Linked DNA regions of Mus musculus: all the other regions are linked to region 1. The links are chromatin contacts, called in public HiCAR-type and promoter capture Hi-C maps. All regions are on one chromosome and are shown on one strand. The core of a region is the stretch at or near the end of the contact, and the rest is flanking DNA. Distances in the headings are between cores, read along the strand shown. Region 1 holds the start of 4921507G05Rik (RIKEN cDNA 4921507G05 gene). Region 2 overlaps Wdr25 (WD repeat domain 25). Region 3 holds the start of Begain (brain-enriched guanylate kinase-associated). Region 4 holds the start of Dlk1 (delta like non-canonical Notch ligand 1). Region 5 holds the start of 5033406O09Rik (RIKEN cDNA 5033406O09 gene). Region 6 holds the start of Ppp1r13b (protein phosphatase 1, regulatory subunit 13B).

Region 1 (3,360 bases), core at 593-3,092:
GGCTAAACCTGGGTGTTACCAAAACTTTGGCCACAATCCACTTTCTGGAGGCCTAGGGTGGTGATGGTGCACGCCTTTAATTCCAGCACTTGAGAGGCAGAAACAGGCTAATCTCTGAATTCTAGGCCAGCCTGGTCCACAGAGCTAGTTCTAGGGTAGCTTTGGCTACAAAGGGAAACCCTGTCTTGAAAAACCAAAATGAGCCGGGCGGTGGTGGCGCATGCATTTAATCCCAGCACTTGGGATGCAGGGGCAGGCAGATTTCTGAGTTTGAGGCTAGCCTTGTCTCTCTCTCTCTCTCTCTCTCTCTCTCTCTCTATATATATATATATATATATATATATATATATATAAAACTTAAATTTTTTTAAATTAATATTTTGCATATATAATTTGCATTTTATGATGTGTCTATTTTTTAACTTTTCTTAAATTTTTTTTTGTTTTTGTTTTTCTCCTCTTTAAGTGTGTCTATAGGATCTGTGGTGAGAGAGAGAATACTAGAGAGAAGGGTGTGGAGGGAGAGAGAAGATACCATAGCTGGGGTGAGAGGAACACCTGTAGTAGTGTCTGTGGTGTTTAGCACTGCATATGCCTGAACTTCGAGCTCTTTGGGAATCTCTTATCTCTGCTCCCATCTCACCATAGGCATGCTGGGATTGCAGGTGCATGCTACTGCATCAGATTTTGTTTTTGTTTTTTTTTGTTTTTTTTTTGAGACAGTTTCTGTCTAGTAGGCTTGGCTATCCTGAAATTTGTTATACTGATCAGGCTGGCCTCAAACTCATGGAAATTCAACTGCCTCTGCCTCTAAGTGAGGGGAATGAATGCGCCCGTCACTCCCCTCAAGACCACATTAATCTTCCTTAAAGGGAGTGACACAGTGACACAAGACTGAAGGGTGAATGAGATGACTTATTTTTTAAATGTTATGTCATTTATGGTACATAGAAATTACTGCACTGCAATTAAAATGTAGTGTCAATTTGATATTGTAACTACAGAGAACACAATCTAATCACGGTAAGAGACTACACTTCTGGCTACACTATCACAGGCAATCATAACCGTATATCTATGAAAATCAAACAGCGGTCCCAACAAAACCGACTTGTCTAGTCGCATTTGGACTCCAGGTTACCCACAAACCCGGCACTAAGTCCAGTTTTCCAGTCCTTCTATTTTCTAGAAAGACTGCCTCATCTCCCAACTTCTAAGCAACCGTTTTACATTCCGCTAAAAGGATGCTTTCAGAACCACAACTGTTTAACTCAGAAAGTAAGATAGGCGGCCCAGCGTCCCTCTCGAACGCGGTTTAAGCCGCCGTCCCGCAGGGGCGGGGAGCCACCGTGTGAGCGCTCAGAGCCGACGGCCAATGTCTTGAGATTTCAGATGCGATCCGACAAACGAACGAACGAACGAACGAACGAATGAGCGAGTGAATGAACGAAATGACACAACTCCTCAAACTCCAGCAGAACCCGCTGCCTAGCCCCGGGTACCTGCGGCGCCGCCCCGCAGGCCCCGGGGACCCTCAGCCCTTCTCCGGCCCCACTCACTCTTCATCCTGAACGCGGATGACGCCGTCAGCCCCTGGACGGCCCCGGACCGAAAAGAAAAGAGGAGACTGTGGTACCGGCCTTCTCCCTTCCAGAGGTGGCTTCCGGCTCGAGGACCTTCGCGGTGGTCCCTGGCTGGGGAGCGTTAGGATCCGGCCGCCATATTGTATTCCTGTCGCCTTAGCAACCGCCAGACCCTTAGGAGGGAGGGGCGTTCCGGAGACATGCGTATACGCATGCGCAAAGGAGAGGGTTTAAAAACCGCTGGCCCGTTCACGCATGCGCGGTGCAGCCTGCCGCCTCGGTTCGGTCGCTACGCAACCTCTCGCCGCTTTAAATTTAAGTATAATTTCTTACCTAGTGAGTAGGCGACCTTGGTGGGACTGACTCTTCCCAGCTCTCCCGAGAATGTAACGATGTTGAACCAGACGAGAACAATTTCCTTGAGCTTTAACTGCCTGTAACACTAGTTGGAGCCTGTTCTTGACAACACCTACAGTTGAGCATCAAAGCAGCCTGATAGCTACTGCTGTGTAATTTGTAAGTTTTACTGCTTAATTCAACAAACATTTACTTTGCTAAAAGTAGTGTTGCACGCATTGGAGATATAATGAAAAGCGACCTAGACGAGATCCCTAAATTCTTGTTACTGTAAAGTGAGGTTGAAAAATTCTCACCCCATGCATTTAAATTCAAAAAGAAAAAAAGGGGAAAAAAAAGTCATGTGGGTTGTCTAAAAATAAACTGCATTTAAATTCAATAAAGAAAGAAAGAAAAAGAAAAATCCTTACCCAAGTGGTCGCAGTGAAGACTAAATGAGATGTCCCTGGTGCCCCACCCAATTCCTAGGGGCTTTTGCCTAAGGCTTGACAGGGTCTGTCACACTGCAAGTGCTTAATAAATGTTTGTCCAAAAGCCAGGGGAATCAGCACCTGTCACCTCTGTATCATTCTTATCTGTCTAGGGGCAAGCCTGATTTTAAGCATTGAGGATTCAGGACAAACTTTACCCTTTGACCCAGTTAAACAGGCAGATGGGAGAAGTGTTTTTGCTGACTTGGGCAATAGAAACCATATATCCTGTTGTTGGAGTCCCAAGATGATAAAGAGCTTTGTCAGGGGCACCTCCTGGTGGATCACTGAACCCAGACACCAGCCCATGGCTTCTGACTCCCTGTGTTTCTGTGCCCAGAAGAAGTTGGGCGCAAAGGGTTTCAACGTGTACATATTTTATGGAGGGTGTGTTTCAAACTGGCCCCTGGAACAACTGATGTGTTTTAGCAAATTAGAAGTAACATCTGGGGCTGGCGAGATGACTCAGTGGTTAAGAGCACCAACTGATCTTCCAAAGGTCCTGAGTTCAAACCCCAGCAACCACATGGTGGCTCACAACCATCCATAACGAAATCTGATGCCCTCTTCTGGAGTATCTGAGGACAGCTACAGTGTACTTACTGTAATATAATAAGTAAATAAATACATAATAAATAAACAAATAAATAAATAGAAAAATAGAAGTAACATCTGAAAAGCCCTTCTGTTTGTCTATTTTTCTTTCTTTTTTTTTTTTTGTCTAACAGTTTTCATATGCACACATTGGGAGTGAAACATTTAAATTATTTTCATTTCCCTATTTGTTTTCTGTTTCTCCATCTCACCCCAAGCCCAGAATTCACAAGCAGGACTTCGGTTTCTCTATGGAAAATGTTCTGCCTTCCTGTGACTGTGTGTTCCAGAGCTCTATGTCAAAATTTAAAAATGTGAAGAGGAAGATAAAAGCTAGAACTCAGTGACTGAGCTCG
Region 2 (3,360 bases), core at 379-2,878, 1.9 Mb before region 1:
CACACAGAGGGCGCCAGGTAGTCAGTGAGCTCATAAGTCTTGTTTTGGGTTCTGCCTCAATCCCTAGTCTCTCTAAGTAGGTTCAGCTCTTGGCTTTAGTTTGCCTGGTAGTAAGTGAGGGAGTGTGTCAGCATCTGTCTGAGCCTTCTGAGGATCCAACAGGCAAGCCATGGAAGGACTCTAAGATGACTGACAGGCCTGTGATGGTCACCCCGTAATGACAGTTGGCATTGGCAACCTCCTTCTGTCCATTTGACAGGTGAGAAAACCAAGGACCAGAGATGGGTTCTGAGGGACATGGAAGCACAGAGCTGGCTTCTGAACTCAGCCTTTCCTGTTTCTATTCTGGGTGTTCTAGACACCTCCCTTTTTAAAGTGGCAGAGGACAGTCATGTGGCTTTGCTAAAGACCTTCCTCTTTTGGGACTTTGCTGAGCTTGTCCGACATGGATGGGCCCACTATAGGTCCCACCATCAAAGGACTCTGCTCTTTTTTCATGTAGTGCTAGTCCTGGAGGAGTATAGGACACATAGTCAGTGCTAAGAAGACATTTGTGAATGAGCCCTTTGAGCCGCAGGGTCTGGGAGACCTCCCAGAGGTCTCAATTACACTTCTGTCCCTGGGCCCACCCTGCCCTCCAGTGCATGCAGGAAGCATCTCTGTGGAGAGTGATGTGTTAACTGGGTCCAGGCTTGTTCAAGGGCCTTCGAATCTGCTGGGAGCTAAATCAAGACGATGATTGTGCCACATCTGTTGAGATGTTTGTATTCACGCTCTCAGGTAATAGTCTTGGGCCGCTGCTTGCAGCTTGTGTGTTTATTTATTACTTATTTATAAATCATAAATCCAGAAAGGATTTGAGGAAGCTTACAATGAAAGACACGAACACAGTAAAGCTGTTAAAACAAAACACAACATTAGAGCCATCTGAAAAAAGAGGGAGCATGGTGAGCAGGGGCAGGGGCCTCTAGCTGCCTGGCTTTGTAAGTCCCTGCTCTGTGGGAGGCACAGGGGGGATGCAGGTCCTGCCATGTGAGGTAGCCAGCATGAGTGGCTCCACATGGGGGCCAGGGCCCAGAGGACAGAATGTGAGTCTCTTCCAGGAGTGGTGAGCTCTTGGAGTCAGCCTGAGGAGGGGCTGTGGAGGTCCCTGGCCACATGGCCTGGATTGTTCTTTTTTCTGTGCCTCAGTTTCTTTCTAGTACATGGTGTTAATGAGAGTCAGTTCAGGGAACTGCCAGAGGTTTGGCCTTTGGAAAGGTTTGCTGTTAATCTGACTTAAAATTCTTGTGGTCACTGTTGTACCGGGCTAATGGCTCCGGTCCTTCCCTTAGGCCCCCAAGTGCAGAGAAAGGCGATGGTGCCATGGGGTCTCTGTGTGTGCCCTTGGCTCTGTCACACTGAAGCCACCCAGAATGACTTGTTTCTTGTTGGTTAAAAACACTTACAGCACTTGGAGCAATGGGAACATACTTTTTAATTATTTCCCGGCATGTCTACAGCAATGCTGTTGTCAAGGAAACCAAAGCCTCTGAAAAGCTTTTCAACTTCCCTGTCAAAAGAGGACTCTTGTGCCACACTCATGTCTGTGGGAATGGACCTGTCCTTCTGTAGCAACATCTGTTTCTTCTGGAGGGTTGTTTCCTTTCCTCTAACACATAGAGTCTTCCTGACCTGTTCCCGGGAGTGGCAGGATAGGAAGAACTGCTTGCATTCCTAACACAGTATTTCATTCATCCTGCATCTGTTGCAAGAGTTGGGTGCTGGGACAGAGTGAGATCAGAGACGAATGCCTGGACTAGTCTTCCCTGTGAGGAAGCAGCACAGGGGGTCAGAGCGGGCAGGGAATGGTGGGGCAGGATCATGACTGTGCTGTAGGGTGGAGGATAAGATGCTTTGGGCTGTTGGGGCACTGAGGAGGTGTGATAGATGCACAGCAAGGCCGTGGCAGACCATCCCAAGCACACTGCAAAGACCTAGCAATGTGGCAGAGTGTGCTGCCCCCAGTAACCTAAGGCAATCCAAGGATGCTGGCTGGCTGGGTACCTGAGGCCCAGAGGGACCTGTGCAGCCCTGCTGAGGAGTAGGGAGGGCAAAGAGATTTCAGCACAGTCTTCCAAGTGTGTGTGCTTTCTGTGGTCTGAGCTGCAGCTCCTTGATGTGTGGAGGCATGTCACTGCTGTGTTCCAGCTCCAGAGGAAAGGGCGCTGCCAGCTCGCTCAGGGCTTAATAACTCACTCTGGCTGTGGGAGTGTGGCTCTGCTGTAATGCTGCAGCCTGCACGCCAATAAAACTTTATGGCGGTTAAGCCTGTCAGGGGTGCTGGTTTATACGAAAGAGATGAATCACTGTGAGAAAAACGGGACTCTTAGTTTCTAACGGCCCTTCTTATTCTTCTTGTAAAACTTTAAAAAATAACCCTAGATGTATAAAGCAGCACGCAGTGAGTGCCTGGTCCTTCCCCACGTTCCTCACACTGACCTCCCTCTCACACAGCTAAGAAGTTAACATCAGGCAACTCTACCACACTCAGCTAACTCTGCAGTGCACTTGCCTGCCTTTTACTTAATTTCCTGTTAACGCCCCTTTCCTGTCCCAGGGACCAGTTCAGGGCACCATGCTCCATTTAGATGGCTCTTAGAACTCGGCAGGTGATGTGTTTTGGGGTATCCGAAGAATAGGCTGGAGCTGACCACCTACTCTGAGTTTCCTGTGCTGCTCCAGCCCCACCTGGCCTACACCAGGGACAAATGTGAGGATGCCTAGCTGAGTGTAAACTCCAAGCTTTCAAGGCTGCTGCTTCGTGAGCTCGTGAGCAGGAGAGGGCCTGCTCCACAGGGAGGCCAACAGAGTTCATGTGCCAAGTGCCTTGTGCTCAAGGGTGCTGCCTCCCACTGCATGTTCCTGCTCTTCCTCCTCTTCCTCCTCCTCCTCCTCTTCCTCTTCTTCCTCCTCCTCTTCCTCTCCTTCCTCCTCCTCCTCCTCCTTTTCTTCTTCCTCTTCCTCTTCCTCCTCTTCCTCTTCCTCCTCCTCCTCTACCTCTTCCTCCTCTTCGCCCCCTCCCTCTCCTCCTCCTTTTTCCATCTAGGCCTGACCCGGCCAGCCTTTCGTGCTGACATTGTTGAGAGTTTGTGTTTAGGCAATTCCAGCACTTTGGCATTTTCAGTTTTCCCGTGGTTTATCGGATAATTGAGTGTATCTTGAGGCAGCAACTGAGAGTTGAAATGTGTTGCCTTTAATGAGTGAAACAAGCTCTCCTTGCATACAGATAGCTGCACACTTGTGGGCGCTCCCATCTCCAGCCCTGCTCCTCCCTGTCTCTTCCCTCCATCCTCTCATGTCTTGATTTTACTTTCCCCT
Region 3 (3,360 bases), core at 320-2,819, 1.8 Mb before region 1:
AATGACGATACCCAGTACACAGTCAGTATTCTATAAATGGCAGCCACTGCAGGCCAACCAGATGCTCAAGGCCGAGAGAGAGAGAGAGAGAGAGAGAGAGAGAGAGAGAGAGAGAGAGAGAGAGAAGAGAGAGACAGAGAGAGAGACAGAGAGAGAGACAGAGAGAGAAAGAGAAAGTAAGTCCTTGTCCGGACTGCTTCACACTGAATTCTGCTCTTGGCCTATGTGGGTCCCTCACCTGACCTCCAGCCTATGAGAAGTTCTTACAGGCCATGGCCCCAGGCATCCCTGACTTCCCACTTCACTACTCAGGAGCCAGCACACAGAGCAGGCCACAGGAATGAACACATGTGAGACAGGAACTTGGGAGGGTCCTTGGTGCTGCTCAGGAGCCCCTCGCCCTGCGCCTGCATCTGCCACTGTGCTTGCTTTCCAGAGCCGCCCTGATTATAGTGAGCTGTGGGAAAATTAAGGGTTTGCAGGAGGCTGCCAGGCCCTGCTGCTGCCTCCCCGCCCTGCTTGTCACAGATGCCAGGCAGAGCCGTCCCCAAAGGCCACTTGCCCTACTGGGCTGCCCAGACACAGCACAGAAAAGGGGCTTCCTCCTAGAGACCTTCTCATAGCCTAGACTTGAGAGTAGCAAAGACCACTTACTCCTGGACAGTGGGGGAACTGAGGCCCAGAGAACCTAAGAGAGCATCCCATGGCCTCCAGGGGCCCAGGGTATTGGGACCTCAGGATAAGGGAATCCAGAAAGATGATGTCCCCCACATGTGCCCAGGGACTGCACTGGTGGACCAACCCTGGGCATCAGGGTTGCACACCTGCATGGCTCCTGTCTGTCTCTTGCAGCCAGCCCTTGCTCCAGGGGACCTTCCCAGCTCCCATCCTGCTCCCTCAGGAGATTCCGAGATGTCGCCCACGCAGCTCTTGCCCCAAAGGAACCTTGTTCTGATGGGGTGGGCACACACGAGGAATGAAACACCTCTAAACCAGGCAGGAAACGGAAATGCTAGGGGCAGAAATTCCCAGCCAACGTGCAGGGGCTCTGTGAGCAGGTCAGCGCCTGCAGAGTGGCCCTGCCTGCCCAGCCTCAGTTTCCTCGCCTGTCCATGGGGAGGACTGCTGGCGGCCTGCTAGGGCGGCCGGAGATGAAGGTGCCCGAGGCATGCGCGGGCCCACGCGCGGCCCACGCTCGGGAAGCGGTCCCTGGCCAGTCTCCTTCCGGCTCTGCGGCCTCTCCAGGGCCGCCCCCCGAACGGGGTGGGCTCAGCCGGGCCCCCTACACCCGCCTTCCGCAAGTCCTCAGGCCGCACGCGCAAAGCAGCCGCGGAGGCCCGGCCGCCCCGCCCCGCGCGAGGGCCCCGGGCCCCGGCGCCACCCAGGGCCGCCGCGGGCGCGCGCAGGGACCGCCCCAGCGTGGTGCCCGCCGCCCAGCCCCGCCCCGCGCCCTGCCAGCCCGGCTCTCGGGTACTCACCGCCCGGCGAAGCCGGCCCGGCCGCCGGCCACCCGTCCACATGGCCCCGGCTCTGCGCGCCCGAGCCCGCGGCCGGGGCTCCCCAGCGCCCCGCTTCCCGCAGGGAGCGCCCGCCCCCCGCCCCCGGCCCGGCTCCCCGCCAGCCCCGGCCCCGCGCAGCCGCGGCTGCTCCGGCGCTTCCCCGCGCCGCGCCGGGCAGGGCGCACGTGGTGGGCGCGGGGCGCACAGGGCGCGGAATGGCGGCGCGCGGGGTGAATGAGTCCCGCGCGCATGAATGGCGGCGGGCATGAATGGAGGAGTGTGGGGTGCAACGCCTTGTGTCCCGGGCCCTGCTTGGGGGTGGGGTACCAGCATTTAGTAGGTACCTGCTGTGTACCGGCCACTCAGGTCCCCAGGGACTGACTTGGCAGTGAGAGACAGGTCCCTGCCCTCAGGGACCTTGCAGTTTACAGACAGGACAGTGACTTCCAAGGGTGTAGTCCACTGCTCTGCCCTTCAAGTTCTGGCCGATGCCTAGCCCCCATACCTGTCATGGGTTCCTTAAACTGCAGCAGCCCCCCTATATACTTCCAAGACTGGCCTGTAAATCTCTGTCTGGGAGCTCCATAATAGTGGAGGGGCTCCTTCTTTCCAAGAAGTAATCCAAAAGGAATCATGACTTCAGGAGGGCAACTGTGACTGTGGTAGAGCATCCCTCTCTGGCCCCAGTAGCGCTCAGGACTTGTCAGGTTATTCTGGCCCTGGGTGAGACACTGGCATAGTGGTGCTGATAGTCCCAACCAAACTGGAGCACGTATGGAAGCTAACTAGCATAAGTCCCGAGAAACCAGGGTCCCCCTTCTGCCCCGGGAGCATCTTTCCAGTCTAGTAGAGTCAATCACATGGGGCCAGGAAGGATCTGGGGTGGGGGAAAAAGACAGCAGAGCCTACCTTTGGCTTCTCTCAGGGCCTGTGGGCTGAACGGTTGAGTGTTAATGGTTTCCGAGGGAGATAAGGGGATACTAGCAGCGACTACAGCACGTATGTTGACATTGTACTGTGGTAAACATACATGTCAAGAGTTAGCATTTTAATCACCTTTAAGTGTACGGTCCAGGGGCAGCGAGGACATCCATGCTGTCACGGGGCTGTCACCACCATCCACCCCTCGGCCTTATGTGCTGTGTACATTGCAGCTTCTCTCTCCTTTAATTAGGGGAGTAGCTGGTGCACTCAGGCACTGTGACAGCACAGGAAAAGTGTGCTGACAGCGAAGGAAGAGAGAGAGGCAATAAAAGTGAGTCTCCAGGAGGAACAGGCAGACACGGGGGTGGGGGTGGGGTAGAAGTTAGGAGTGTCCCTTATCTTCCCCAGGGACATTACTCTGTAATAGGTGTGGAAGGGGAGGGTTCAGTGAGCCTCAGGATGCTCCTCCTAACTCTAGGAGTATGGACCACAACTGAGGCAGGTACAAGAAGGCAGCCCTGGCCCACGGTGGCCAGCTTATGCTAACTTCTGACTCACTGTGGATGTGTCTCTTGCTCTGGGGATCTGAGTTAACCCATGCTGAAGTTAGAGGTAGCATGGGCCACCAATCCTGATCACTGCGGTCCTCCTGACAGAGATGGAACAGTCCTTAAAGTCCTACTTTCCCCCATACAGGCCTCCAAAGGCCTGAAGGGAAAAACAGAGAACACAGATGTAGCCCATAGAACTGGGTTCTGTCTATATTTCCTGCCCTGGGCTGTAGCCTTCCCTTAGAGATGGGTCCTGCTCAGGTGAAGCCAGAACGCTGTTCTCCTCTGCCCTGCCTCCTCTGCTGCCAATGCACAGATGGCTAGAGAGGAAGGGGAGGGGCCAATGGCTCCTGCCTGCTATACTTCGGAAGTCTTCAGACTCAGGC
Region 4 (3,360 bases), core at 579-3,078, 1.4 Mb before region 1:
TGTGCATACTACATGTGTGTCTGGTGCTCTTGAAACTGCATTTAAAATCAGTGGTGAGCTGCTGTATGGGTACTGGGAACTGAACCTGGGGTTTTCTGGAAAAAATGATCTTTACTGCTGAGTCATCTATTCAACCTCCACATTAAAAAAAAAAAAACATTTATTTATTTATTTATATTTTATTTTTAAAACATTTATTTGATTTTTATTTTTCTACATGTTTTCTTTTTTCATATAGAGAGACAGAGATGTGTGAGAGAGAGAGAGAGAGAGAGAGAGAGAGAGTCATGTAGTGGTCAGACAAGACAACAGCTTAGTCTCTTCTTCTACCGTGTGGGGGTCTGGAGATTAAATTCAAGCTGTCAGCTTGGTGGCAAGTACCTTTGCCCATTTACCAAAGGAGCTATGTCAATGACTTTATTTACATTTTATTTAAGGGGGTTCTGTGGGGATCAAAGAGCAACTGCAGGAGTCAAGGATCAAACTCAAGTTTGGCTGCAAGCACCTTTACCCAGTGAGCCACCTCCCTGGCCCAATAAATGTATCACTTCACTCAGCTCCTCCTCCTTTGGAGCCTCAGAATGGGGCATGGGGGGCGTCTCAGCTGAGTAAAAGGCACTGAGCCCTTGCTGGGGGGTCTTGCAGGAAAAAGGAATTGCCCCAGGGACACTGGCAGAATCAATACCCACACACACACACACACACACACACACACACACACACTCCCATCCCATCCTCTAAGCCATCCCTGGTTGAAAGCCACTAAGTGAGGGTGTGTGTGTGTGTGTGTGTGTGTGTGTGTGTGCCTGTCTGTCTGTCTGTCTGTCTGTCTGCATTTGACGGTGAACATATTGGTGAACTGTCGACATGTGTCACGGTGAACAAAGATGGATTTGGATTATGTGTGCTTTGGTGTAATTTGTGTGTTTGTTGGGTGATTCCACAAATCTGAGACAGATTTGGGGTCTGGGCATACGTGTTGCTGCGAGGTGTGTACATGTTGGAAAGAATCAGTGCTTTTATGTTTCAGAATGATAAGGCCCAGACTGTGACTGTGGTACCTGCGAGAGGAGGGGGTGGGGGGGGGGGGTGACGCATGATGTCGTCGGTGTTTACCAGTGGTCTCCTGTGTTTACAGGCGGGCTGCGTGGAGGGGCAGCATAGGCAGGAGGACTCTCAGTCTTTTCATAGCTGGCGCTTCCCCTGCTTGGAGCAGATCAGTGTTCCTGCTGCCCTGGTCTGTGACCTGTGCCCCAGGGACAGGCAGTAAGGTTTGCCTGTGCCGAAAGGTGTGTTTGGGTTGGGGGTCCGTGGGGCAAGTGCATCTGCACCTTCCCCAAACTCCACAATGGCAAGGCTCGTCGGAGGGCTTCGGCTTTTCGTGGTGGTTTTCGTGTGTGCATCTGTGATCATGTGCATCTTCCACATCTTCGTGGTGTGCGTTTGGGTCCTCCTGGGCTTCTGACCCGCGCCATGTGTGCGCGGGACTCCAGCCCTAAGTGTCTTACTGTGTCTGTGAGCGTTTTTGTATTCTGAGTGCGTGCAAGGGCTTTCGCCCGCCTGGCTTGGTTCCTGAGACTTGCGCTAAGCGGGCCTGTGTGAGCGCCGCCGCCTCCGCCTCCAGCCGCGTGCTGTCCTGTGTGCGGACCGCGTGCCCATCGTGCGCAGGTACCCGTCTAGCCAAAGAGTGCGGCCGCGTGCTCGAGCCGCTTCCGGGCGCCGCGGCGCTGGGGGGCGGCCCCGCCAGGGGGTGGGTCACCGGGACTGGCCGGCGCCTGCCCCGTGCGCGCGAGGCGTGGGCGTGGGCGGGGGCCGCGGGGGGGGGGACGACAGTACGAAAAGGCGGCGCGCGGGCCGCAGCGGCAGCTCCTCGGCAGCCGCACTTAGCAGCGTGCGCCCCGGTGCAACCCTGGCTTTCTTCCCGCTGGACGCCCGTGCCCCCTTCGTGGTCCGCAACCAGAAGCCCAGCGCAGCCCCCGGAGCAGCCCCTGCACCGCCTCCGCTCCCCGGACCGCGACCCAGGCCGCCCCGAGATGATCGCGACCGGAGCCCTCCTGCGCGTCCTCTTGCTCCTGCTGGCTTTCGGCCACAGCACCTATGGTGAGCCCCCCCTGGCGGTTTGGCTTGCGCCCCCTCTGGGGAAGCCTGCGATGCCCCGCCGACCACCCCACCGACCACCCCATTCTCCCTGTCCCATGCGCCCCAAGTCCCGCCCGTCCCGCCTAACCCTAAGCCCTGCACTGTGCCCGCCTCATCCGCCCTGCACCACTCTTGCTTGTTGAGCCCAATCCCGGGGTCCCAGGGTTTGTGGGAGGTGGAGGGTCCCAGCCCCTTCTAGCCCGGCAGAAGTGGCGTTCAAGAGGGGTGTCGTTGCTCGGATTGAGGAGGTATGAAAAAAAAAAAAAAGAGACTGCGTTGGGAGGTATCCTATTTAAGGAAAAAAAACGTTCTAAGGTGCAACTTTGGGGGTGTCTGTCACGGCTTATGTGCTTAGGAATAGGTCTTGGGGGCTTTGGGGGGGTGACTTTGCAGTCGTAGTCCCTAATTTCCAACAGGAGCACAGCTGGAGCCCCTCTTGCGTGGCGTGTTTCTCTAGGTGAGGGGCTGCGACACTTCTGTCTGCAGAGGCCATCTGTCTTTGGTAGGAGAGAGTTGGCCCCTTCCCGCAGCGACCCCAGCCCTCAATGCGCCAATAGTTGTGAGTGGGGGGTCGGAGGCTGTCTGGGAAGGCCGAAAACTGGTTGAGTAAATGCATACAGTAGGTGTCTATTAAAGTGTCAGACTCCCTTAAGAGCGTCGGAATCTCAGAGGCCCTGCAGAGCTATTGCGCAGTTCTTTTAATGTGACCAGTGTGGGGTAGGAGAAACGTGGGAGGTAGGATTTGGTTGCCTGGTTTAACTAGGGTTAATCTTGGGGTAAAATCTAGCCTTTCACCTGTGGGCTAGGCAGGTGGGCTTGTCTGGGCTTTCCCAGAGACCTCGAAATCTTCCCTTTAGCTCACTTTGCAAATGGGAGGCTAGACAGAATGACCAGGGGTCAAAGGCTACCTCTTCATTGTCCCTCATTCCTACTTTTAGGGGCCTAGGGGCTCTTATTTTCTTTGGGGAGAAAGGTGTCTGCTTTGCACTTGGAGAATCAGGGGTGTGCTGTGCTTAGCCCATGGCTAGGGGCAGGCACAATTGTTTTTCTGGGTAGGTATTCACAGATGAGAAATGCCTACTGTGTGCCAGGTTGGTAGGACCCAAGAGGGTCTTTGGACTCCCTGTTTAGGGTCCCCAGGCCATTTGAGAGAAAATGGACTCTGTAGTGTCCTTTAGGCCTTGTGGGGTGAATTGTGTACCTTTTTTCTCTTCCTCAGGG
Region 5 (3,360 bases), core at 623-3,122, 1.1 Mb after region 1:
GAAAAAGAAGTTTTTGTGTTCTCCAGAGATGCAGGTGGTTGTGAACCACCCGGTGTAGATGCTGGGCACTAAACTTGGGTCCTCTCCAAGAGCAGGACTTGCCCTTAACTGCCAAGCCAGTTTTCCAGCCTTGGTGGTTGGTTGGTTGGTTGGTTATTCTATGCAGAGTTACACCCATGTAGCCCATGCTGGCCAAGAACTCACTACCTACAGTAATTTCCTTGCTTCAGCCTGTTGGGTGCTTTATTTTTTTTTTTCTAGGTATTCTAGAACATTCTACAGAACCGCCTGAGCAGCCTCCCTCCAGTTTCTCAGGCCTTCTTCCTCCTCTGGTTCCTTCTGGTCGGGTGGAATGTCAGTCAACCAGCTGGAAGTGGGAGGGGGACTCAGAGGATTCTGGTCTGCCTTTCTGCTCAACCCTGACAAGCAGTGGTGCCCCAAGGCTACCCTGCAAGCAAGATGACCCGCTCTGGGACCACGAAGGAATCACACACGCGGGCTCTGTTCTGAGAAAGGGACAGGTTTAGATGAGAAACAAGAGCACTGCGCTGCTGCCTCTGGCATCTCGGAAAAACTCCAGGCTTCATGACAACAGCTTGTACCTAGAACCGAAAAAGAAGCCAGAAGCGTGCATGAGCAACAGGAATTCCAGTCAGTCTGAGCAGCTCTGGACTCCCCACCACAGGAGGCTGGGCCTGCACATTCCTGTAGCCATCTTCATCACTGCTGAGCCCCCTTCCCTCTGCTCTGGGCCGCATGGACCGTCCAGACTGGGCACCATGGCGATTCATGAGGATGGCCAGCCGTCTGTCCATCCCAGACTAAAGGCCCAAAACTGGCCCTGCAAGGCAGACCTGGGTTTTGAGAGCCTGAGCCCTCTGGCTGTGCCTCCTAAGCCCCTCTGTCCCTGTAGGGCCTGCCTTGTGGAAGCACAAAGAATTAGCTTTCGAAGCAGCAGGTCAGGAAAAGCAGGGTCTAACTGATATTCTAATTAGGGCGGCTTGAGCCTCCTCCACCCCATGACAGTGCGAGCTCGGCCTGCTGGGGACAGAGAGCGCAATGACAGCTCTGGTCTCCTCCTGCCTGATTTTGCTGGAGGCATCTTTCCTCCCTTCTGTTCATCAATTGTTTCTTTTTGGCCAGCATGGTGGGGGATGGGGCTCATGGACACTGTGGCTACGGTGGCACCTGTGTTCTCTCCCCAAGCCTAAGCCATATTGCCCTCCTGCTCCAACAGAGACCCAGCTTTCCTTCCTCTGGCCTTGGCCTGCCTACCTGGAAAGGCACTGGGTTGGCTTCCATTCAGGCTGATTCCTCATTAAACAGACACGCCCCTTGAAAGTTCCGTTTTCCTGGTCACTCATTAGGAAACCCAGTTCCTGGCCTACCTTCACGAGAGAATGGGGAGCCGAGCTGTGCAGACTGTGGAGGCCCCACTCTGCAGAAAGAAGGTCTCCCTAGGAGACAGCAACAGATGCCACAGACTGGCCCTGGCCATGCTCATCCCGCTTTCAGGGACCCACGAGTCCCTCCTCCCCCAGCCCTACCTAGATGAGGATACAGGAGAGCCAGGCTCAGTGATGACTCCGGGAGCAGAAGGAAGTCCTGAGTCACCCTGGCCGGGAGCAGGAAGTGGTTATCACCAGAACCAGCACTCCCAAAGCCCAGGAAGCCAGAGTGTGACGTCACAGCGGTGATGTCACCAGCCAGCAGGGATAGGAAGCATCTGCCAGGTCCCCAGCAGCCAGCCCTGTGCTTCTCCGTTCATCCTCTGTCCCTCTGTCCACCATGCGTGCTGCGGTCTACCCTGAGCACCGTGGCTGGCTGGGAATAGCTGAGTGAGGGCCTTGTCTAGTCTAGTAGGACACAGTGTGTGGTTCAGAGCTGGCAGGCGGGGCCTGGGCGGCTAGGGGGCGGGGCCGTGCCTGGGACCGCCCTCAGGAAAGGCCTCACTGAGCAGTTGGTGGTGTCTGCTTTGGGGCTTTGTGGGGTTCTGGGCCAGTTAAAACTTCCCTTCCTGGTGGAGGCAGTTTCACACAGCCTCCGTGTGGATGGACTCTGGCTATTTACAGGGCTGTAGGAAGAGGCTGAGTCACCAGGTAGCCTCCCTGGAGGCCCATGAGACTGGTCACCAAGGTCACAACCCTTGTGAGGCTGGTAGCCTGGAGCCTCTGGACCCTGACCCGAATGGGAGTTCAACTCTGCCCTGATAAGATATCATCTGCAGCCCGCTGGGCTTGGGGACTGTCACTTTATTGGTTTTGAAGTGCCTTGTTATTTTTTTGGTTATAGAGGTGATGTGGCCGAGTGATAAAGTCCTTTAGGCACCAGTGTGTGTGGGCGATGTTGTTGTTGGTGCCACCTCATGATGGGATGACTTGCCCAATCATAATTTACTAAAATCACAGCTCAACTAAGACCCTGGTAGAGAGAAATGCCATGAACCCCAGTCCTTCCCCACCTGAAGACCATCCACGACACACTTCTGGGGAGCCTCGCTCGGTGTGAACTGTAGGGTAGGTCTGGGTAAGAGCTGGACAAGAGAGCTGCTGACCCAGCCGGCCTGCCCTCCCCCCACCCCACCCCCAGCTGCTGTGACCACCCGGCATGCTGCTTATCTTGTTTCCCCAGATGCTTCCTGTGTGGGATGTAGGGGTGGGAGTGAGGGCCAGGCACTCTTCCAGGTCGCTCTGGAGACCTGATGTATCCCAAAGCTGAATGAACCCTGGGGGGAAGACTCCTGATGGCTTGCACGTGGGCCTTGAGGGAGAGACTGAGGGGGCACTCAGTCCCTGCATACCGTCCTTGGATGGGGTCCTCACCCACTGCGAGGCTGTAGGAGGCTGCCCCTGCCAGAAGTAAAGGCTAAGCCCGCTTCCCGTGCTGTCCTTGATATGCCCCAGCCATGGAAGCAGGTCAGGCCTCGGGGCAGCCCTCATACCAAGCTCCACTAAGTGGCACCCCTAGCTACTCCTCTTCAGCCCAGAGGGCATCCTCCTCTTCCTCCTCACTTCTCTGAACACAGAGGAGCATGCAGGCACAGAGCAGGGTGCAATAGCGACATGTCTGAGAACTCCACGGAAAGGTGCCCGCGGACACTGCCAGGCTTTCACCAGGTCCCCCTCCCTCATATCCCCTGGAACTTGTTTGCTCAACTCTGGTTCTCATCTGGGAACCTGGCTTCCCAAGGAACTTTGAGACCAGAGCCACCTCCATTGTATGTGTGATGGGGTTGGGCGGGAAGGGGGGGTGGGAAAGAATGCCTAACTAGTTACAAACCTTCCACATTCACAAAAGCTTACAGTTCATAATGGAATCTTTTCTGGCCCACAGCCCTGCAAAGCCCCAAAGCAGACACCA
Region 6 (3,360 bases), core at 369-2,868, 1.1 Mb after region 1:
TTCCAAAACACCACAATACCTTTTCAACATGGAGCCAGTAAGAAAAGGGAAGAAATAAAGTGTATCTTGTAAAGATTAGAATCTCAAACTGAAACCCCAAAGCTATATTTAAAATGTGGTATGGCATTCTGCTCAACAATTCTGAAAAGCGTCCTGACTGATCTTCATGATGGTACTTCAAATACTGATATGTTCTTATCCCTATTTTAGAGGGAATTCAGTCTCAACTCTGTCAAGGACACAATATGAAGAGGTACCAGAACAATTATTTGACCCCAGCTCTTCTGACGCCCACTTAGTGCTCTTTCCATTACAAGGCAATCGTTTAAAAACATGCTTAGCATTCAACAAGCCTAACACCAAAGGATTTAAGGATCAAGTAGGTTAAATCTTAAAACTCCACCAACACCAGGGGTTGGAATCAGTTCAAAAGGAGGGAGAAGAGATTATCAAGAAACAGGAAATTATTTGAAGGGGTGGTGGTTTGTAAACTAATGAGCTTGGGTGCAGCATAGCAGAACGACAGTATTCAAGTAAAAATGCAGAGACATATTTCCCCTCTGAAACGTGATCTTTCCACGTAGGCTTCAATTTTTTTTTTCTGTGGATCTGGGATATATAAACTCAGTGATAGAAACACTGGCCTAGTCCTGCAAAGCCCAGGTTTGACCCCCAGCACTTCTAAAACAAGCGAACAAAAAAAAAAAAATAGATTGTGTGTTATTTTATTAGTCTGAGATTTTTTTACTCAATAGACACTCTAAAAACAACACGCCCAACTGGGTACAATCTATGTCACGTTTTTTCCCATTAATTACGACGTATACACTTCACAAAAAGCCTATTTAAAAAAGGAGAGAATTCAGCATCCACTGCTGCTTGTACCGCACGCAGGTAAAGGAAAAGGCAAAGAAGGTGGCAACCCCCAAAACGAAGGTCTTCCTGGCCAAAAGCATCCTTAAGAGCAGGACAAAGGCTCGAGTGACACACAACCGGCTCAACCTTAAGGACATAGGGACATCACGCCAGGTGGAGCAAATGTACCCACGGAGAAGCCTCGGCAAGGGGATTCCTAAGATGGCTCTCTGAATCCACGCACGGCATGCGTTCCTCCCAGTGCAGGGGAAACACATATTCCGAGCGTGCGAACACCGCACCCGGGTGCCCTCGCCGAGGAAATCGAGGCACCGGTCGCTGGCCGGGAGGGGCCGTACACGCCGCAGCCCCGCGCAGCCCGCAGCCCTGCGGAGGCCGCTCGCCCTGTCGGCGACCCCGCCCACGCTCGCTCTCTCGCCCGCCCGCTGACAGCCGCCGCCCCCACCTGCCCCTGCGCTCGCTCGCCCTGCACGCCCGCCCGCCGCTTCCTCCCTGCCGGGCCCGCCTCGCGCGGGGGCCGGGGAACGAGGCGCCGCCGCCCGCACCCACCGGCATCATCGCGGCGCCGTCCGCCGCGCCCGCGCCGCCTGACAGGACGCCGCTCCGGCCGCCTCACAGGCCTCGCACCCGCTGCGGCGCCCTGCGGCCCGGCTGCGGCGAGGCGGCAGCTGCGGAGAGCCGCGCAGCCCTCGCTCGTCCTGTCGCGCCGCCCCGCGTGCCGCGTCGCCGTCCCTCAGCCGCCGCCACCGCCTCTGCCGAAGCCGGCCGCCTTCCGCCACCCACTCGGCTCACCCCGCAGGCTGCGGAGGCCCCGCCCCACGCGTCGCTCCCCCACCCGCCTACGCCACCTATGATTGGTCCGGTGGGGGTAGGCGGGATAAGAGGGCGGGGCTTCTCCGCCGCGGCCAGGTGAGAGCGCGCTCGTGCGCGTCTGCGCTCTCGGCGGCGGGGGAGGGGCGCGCTGCGGACGCCGACCCCGCCCCTCCTCCTGCATACCAGCAAAGGGGGCGTTGGGGCGCCCAGGGACCTCCGAACCTTGTGTCTGCGAGACTTCGGCTCAGGGTCACCTCGGACGAATAGGAAGCAAAGGACAGAGAGGAAAGGGCGGCTGGGTCCGGCCCACAGTCGCGACCGGTGGAGACTCGAACCTCTCAGGTCCGAGAGGCCAGTGGCGAGCTGGCCACAGACCAACTCTGACCGTAACATATACCCTAGGTGTCCAGCGCTATGCGAGGCTACAGGCCGGATCCTATCAGGCGGGCACAGGGTGTCCCCGATGTGTCTGCATCAGCCGATTGCATACCGCTCAGTGTCCCGGGCCCCAGAGACCTGGGACTCTGCCCCCGCTTCCACCGCGGGCTGAGCCATTGAAGCCTTCCTGGACAGGACATACAGGCTCTCAGCCTCAGCCCTTCACACGATCCATCCCAAGACCGAAGGACCCATCCCCACCTGTGTCAGTATCCTTGGAGATCCAGCTGGAACGTCCCAGGGCAGAGTCCAATCTGTACCTTCAGGGTCCAGGTCTGTCCTTAGAATGCTGTCTCCTGTGTCATTTTTCCCTCCAACTAGGGAGCCTGAGTGACAGAGGGTAGAGCAGGCCCCAGAGCAGACCCTCAGCAGAGGCTGCCGGGTGGGCAGGCACCCTTTCTGAGTACTCCACATTGTGCCATTTGCCTGAACTCTGACAGATGAGACACAACGGCTGATGAGCTGCACCGGGCTTAAACTTCCATGAGATTCCAGAAACATGAAGACAGCTGGATGACCCCAAACACAGAAAGGGTAGATCACCTTGGGAAGTACCCAACCCCTGGAGAGGGCAGCAGATGTTGATCAGGGGCAGTTTATAGCCTGTCTGGTTCTCTGAGTGGCGGGAGGCTGCTGCTAAGTCGGGGCAGAGAGAGGGAGGAGGCCAGAGTTACACCAGCCCCCTTATGGGCAGCCACACCTGAGCTTAAGAGGCCATGGGGGTTAGTGATTGAGAGCGTGGACTTTCCAGTTGAACAGACTTGGTTCCACACCACTGCTGACACACCCTCGCTGTGTGATCTTCAGCGAGCTCATATCTGTCATAGGATGTGGTAGGATAATAGTACCTCTCTCTCAGGTGTGATGTATGAATACTTCGAGCAGTTTGTGACACGTGCCAGCTGCCCTGTGAATTCTGTAGTTACGTTATCGTTAGCAAGCAGGTTTGGTGTAAAAATGTCCCTAGGGTTTTAAGACTGAATACATGTGGACCATGAATGGTCAGTGACACACCCTTTCTGGGAACAGGATTGAGTGGTTTCAATCAGATGTCAAGAGACCTGGGTCCCAGTTCCAGCTCTGCTTCATTTCCTGCGAGGTCTCAGGCAGCTCATAATGTTTCTCTGAGCCTTGCATTTCCCATCTGAAGCAGAAGCAGGCTTAGATTCCATCGTCTCTGGGGCCTTCCAGTCCTGATGCACTAATGTCCCTGAGCTGTAAAGGGATAGATGC

Evidence for each region. Promoter capture Hi-C pulls out the DNA fragments that hold promoters and counts their contacts. HiCAR-type assays count read pairs that join an accessible place to other places.
Region 2: a promoter capture Hi-C map of hippocampal neurons shows a contact between it and region 1, with 7 times the contacts expected there. The contact joins the enhancer-like site here to the promoter of 4921507G05Rik in region 1. A contact is called at or near these places in 5 of 39 promoter capture datasets (the 3T3-L1 cell line, the C10 cell line, cranial neural crest and 2 more), 1 of 484 Hi-C or Micro-C datasets (the G1E-ER4 cell line) and 1 of 115 datasets of contacts at active chromatin or transcription factors (astrocytes).
Region 3: a contact with region 1 is called in a promoter capture Hi-C map of pre-B cells, with 7 times the contacts expected there. The contact joins the promoter of Begain here to the promoter of 4921507G05Rik in region 1. A contact is called at or near these places in 2 of 39 promoter capture datasets (hippocampal neurons and pre-B cells) and 1 of 115 datasets of contacts at active chromatin or transcription factors (large pre-B cells).
Region 4: a HiCAR-type map of astrocytes shows a contact between it and region 1, with 4 times the contacts expected there. The contact joins the promoter of Dlk1 here to the promoter of 4921507G05Rik in region 1. A contact is called at or near these places in 2 of 39 promoter capture datasets (hippocampal neurons and pre-B cells) and 1 of 115 datasets of contacts at active chromatin or transcription factors (astrocytes).
Region 5: a promoter capture Hi-C map of pre-B cells shows a contact between it and region 1, with 4 times the contacts expected there. The contact joins the promoter of 5033406O09Rik here to the promoter of 4921507G05Rik in region 1. A contact is called at or near these places in 2 of 39 promoter capture datasets (liver and pre-B cells).
Region 6: a promoter capture Hi-C map of pre-B cells shows a contact between it and region 1, with 5 times the contacts expected there. The contact joins the promoter of Ppp1r13b here to the promoter of 4921507G05Rik in region 1. A contact is called at or near these places in 2 of 39 promoter capture datasets (liver and pre-B cells).

Annotation. Positions count from the first base shown.
Region 1 is chr12:110,839,187-110,842,546 of GRCm38.p6, forward strand. 4921507G05Rik (RIKEN cDNA 4921507G05 gene) reads left to right here and starts at 1,843. Exons shown (of 2, transcript NR_152102.1): 1 at 1,843-2,099; 2 at 3,223-3,360. Mok (MOK protein kinase) reads right to left here and starts at 1,753. Exons shown (of 12, transcript NM_011973.2): 1 at 1,560-1,753. The coding sequence starts at 1,566.
Region 2 is chr12:108,912,658-108,916,017 of GRCm38.p6, forward strand. The region is part of intron 2 of Wdr25 (WD repeat domain 25); the gene reads left to right. Among named protein-coding and RNA genes, the nearest start is that of Wdr25, 20 kb to the left of the region's middle. Within about 2 kb of position 1,629, at least 79 of the 459 cell types and tissues checked have an H3K27ac peak or open chromatin away from gene starts, as enhancers often do. A contact at or near this core is called in astrocytes and hippocampal neurons, where this site is marked.
Region 3 is chr12:109,066,648-109,070,007 of GRCm38.p6, forward strand. It overlaps Begain (brain-enriched guanylate kinase-associated), which reads right to left and starts at 1,570. Exons shown (of 7, transcript NM_001163175.1): 1 at 1,479-1,570. The coding sequence starts at 1,520.
Region 4 is chr12:109,451,627-109,454,986 of GRCm38.p6, forward strand. It overlaps Dlk1 (delta like non-canonical Notch ligand 1), which reads left to right and starts at 1,829. Exons shown (of 5, transcript NM_010052.5): 1 at 1,829-2,100; 2 at 3,359-3,360. The coding sequence starts at 2,034.
Region 5 is chr12:111,942,610-111,945,969 of GRCm38.p6, forward strand. It overlaps 5033406O09Rik (RIKEN cDNA 5033406O09 gene), which reads right to left and starts at 1,873. Exons shown (of 3, transcript NR_029464.2): 1 at 1,548-1,873; 2 at 1,276-1,457; 3 at 1-602. Gm36757 (a long non-coding RNA gene) reads left to right here and starts at 3,349. Exons shown (of 3, transcript XR_003950158.1): 1 at 3,349-3,360.
Region 6 is chr12:111,906,437-111,909,796 of GRCm38.p6, forward strand. Ppp1r13b (protein phosphatase 1, regulatory subunit 13B) reads right to left here and starts at 1,619. Exons shown (of 17, transcript NM_011625.1): 1 at 1,426-1,619. The coding sequence starts at 1,434.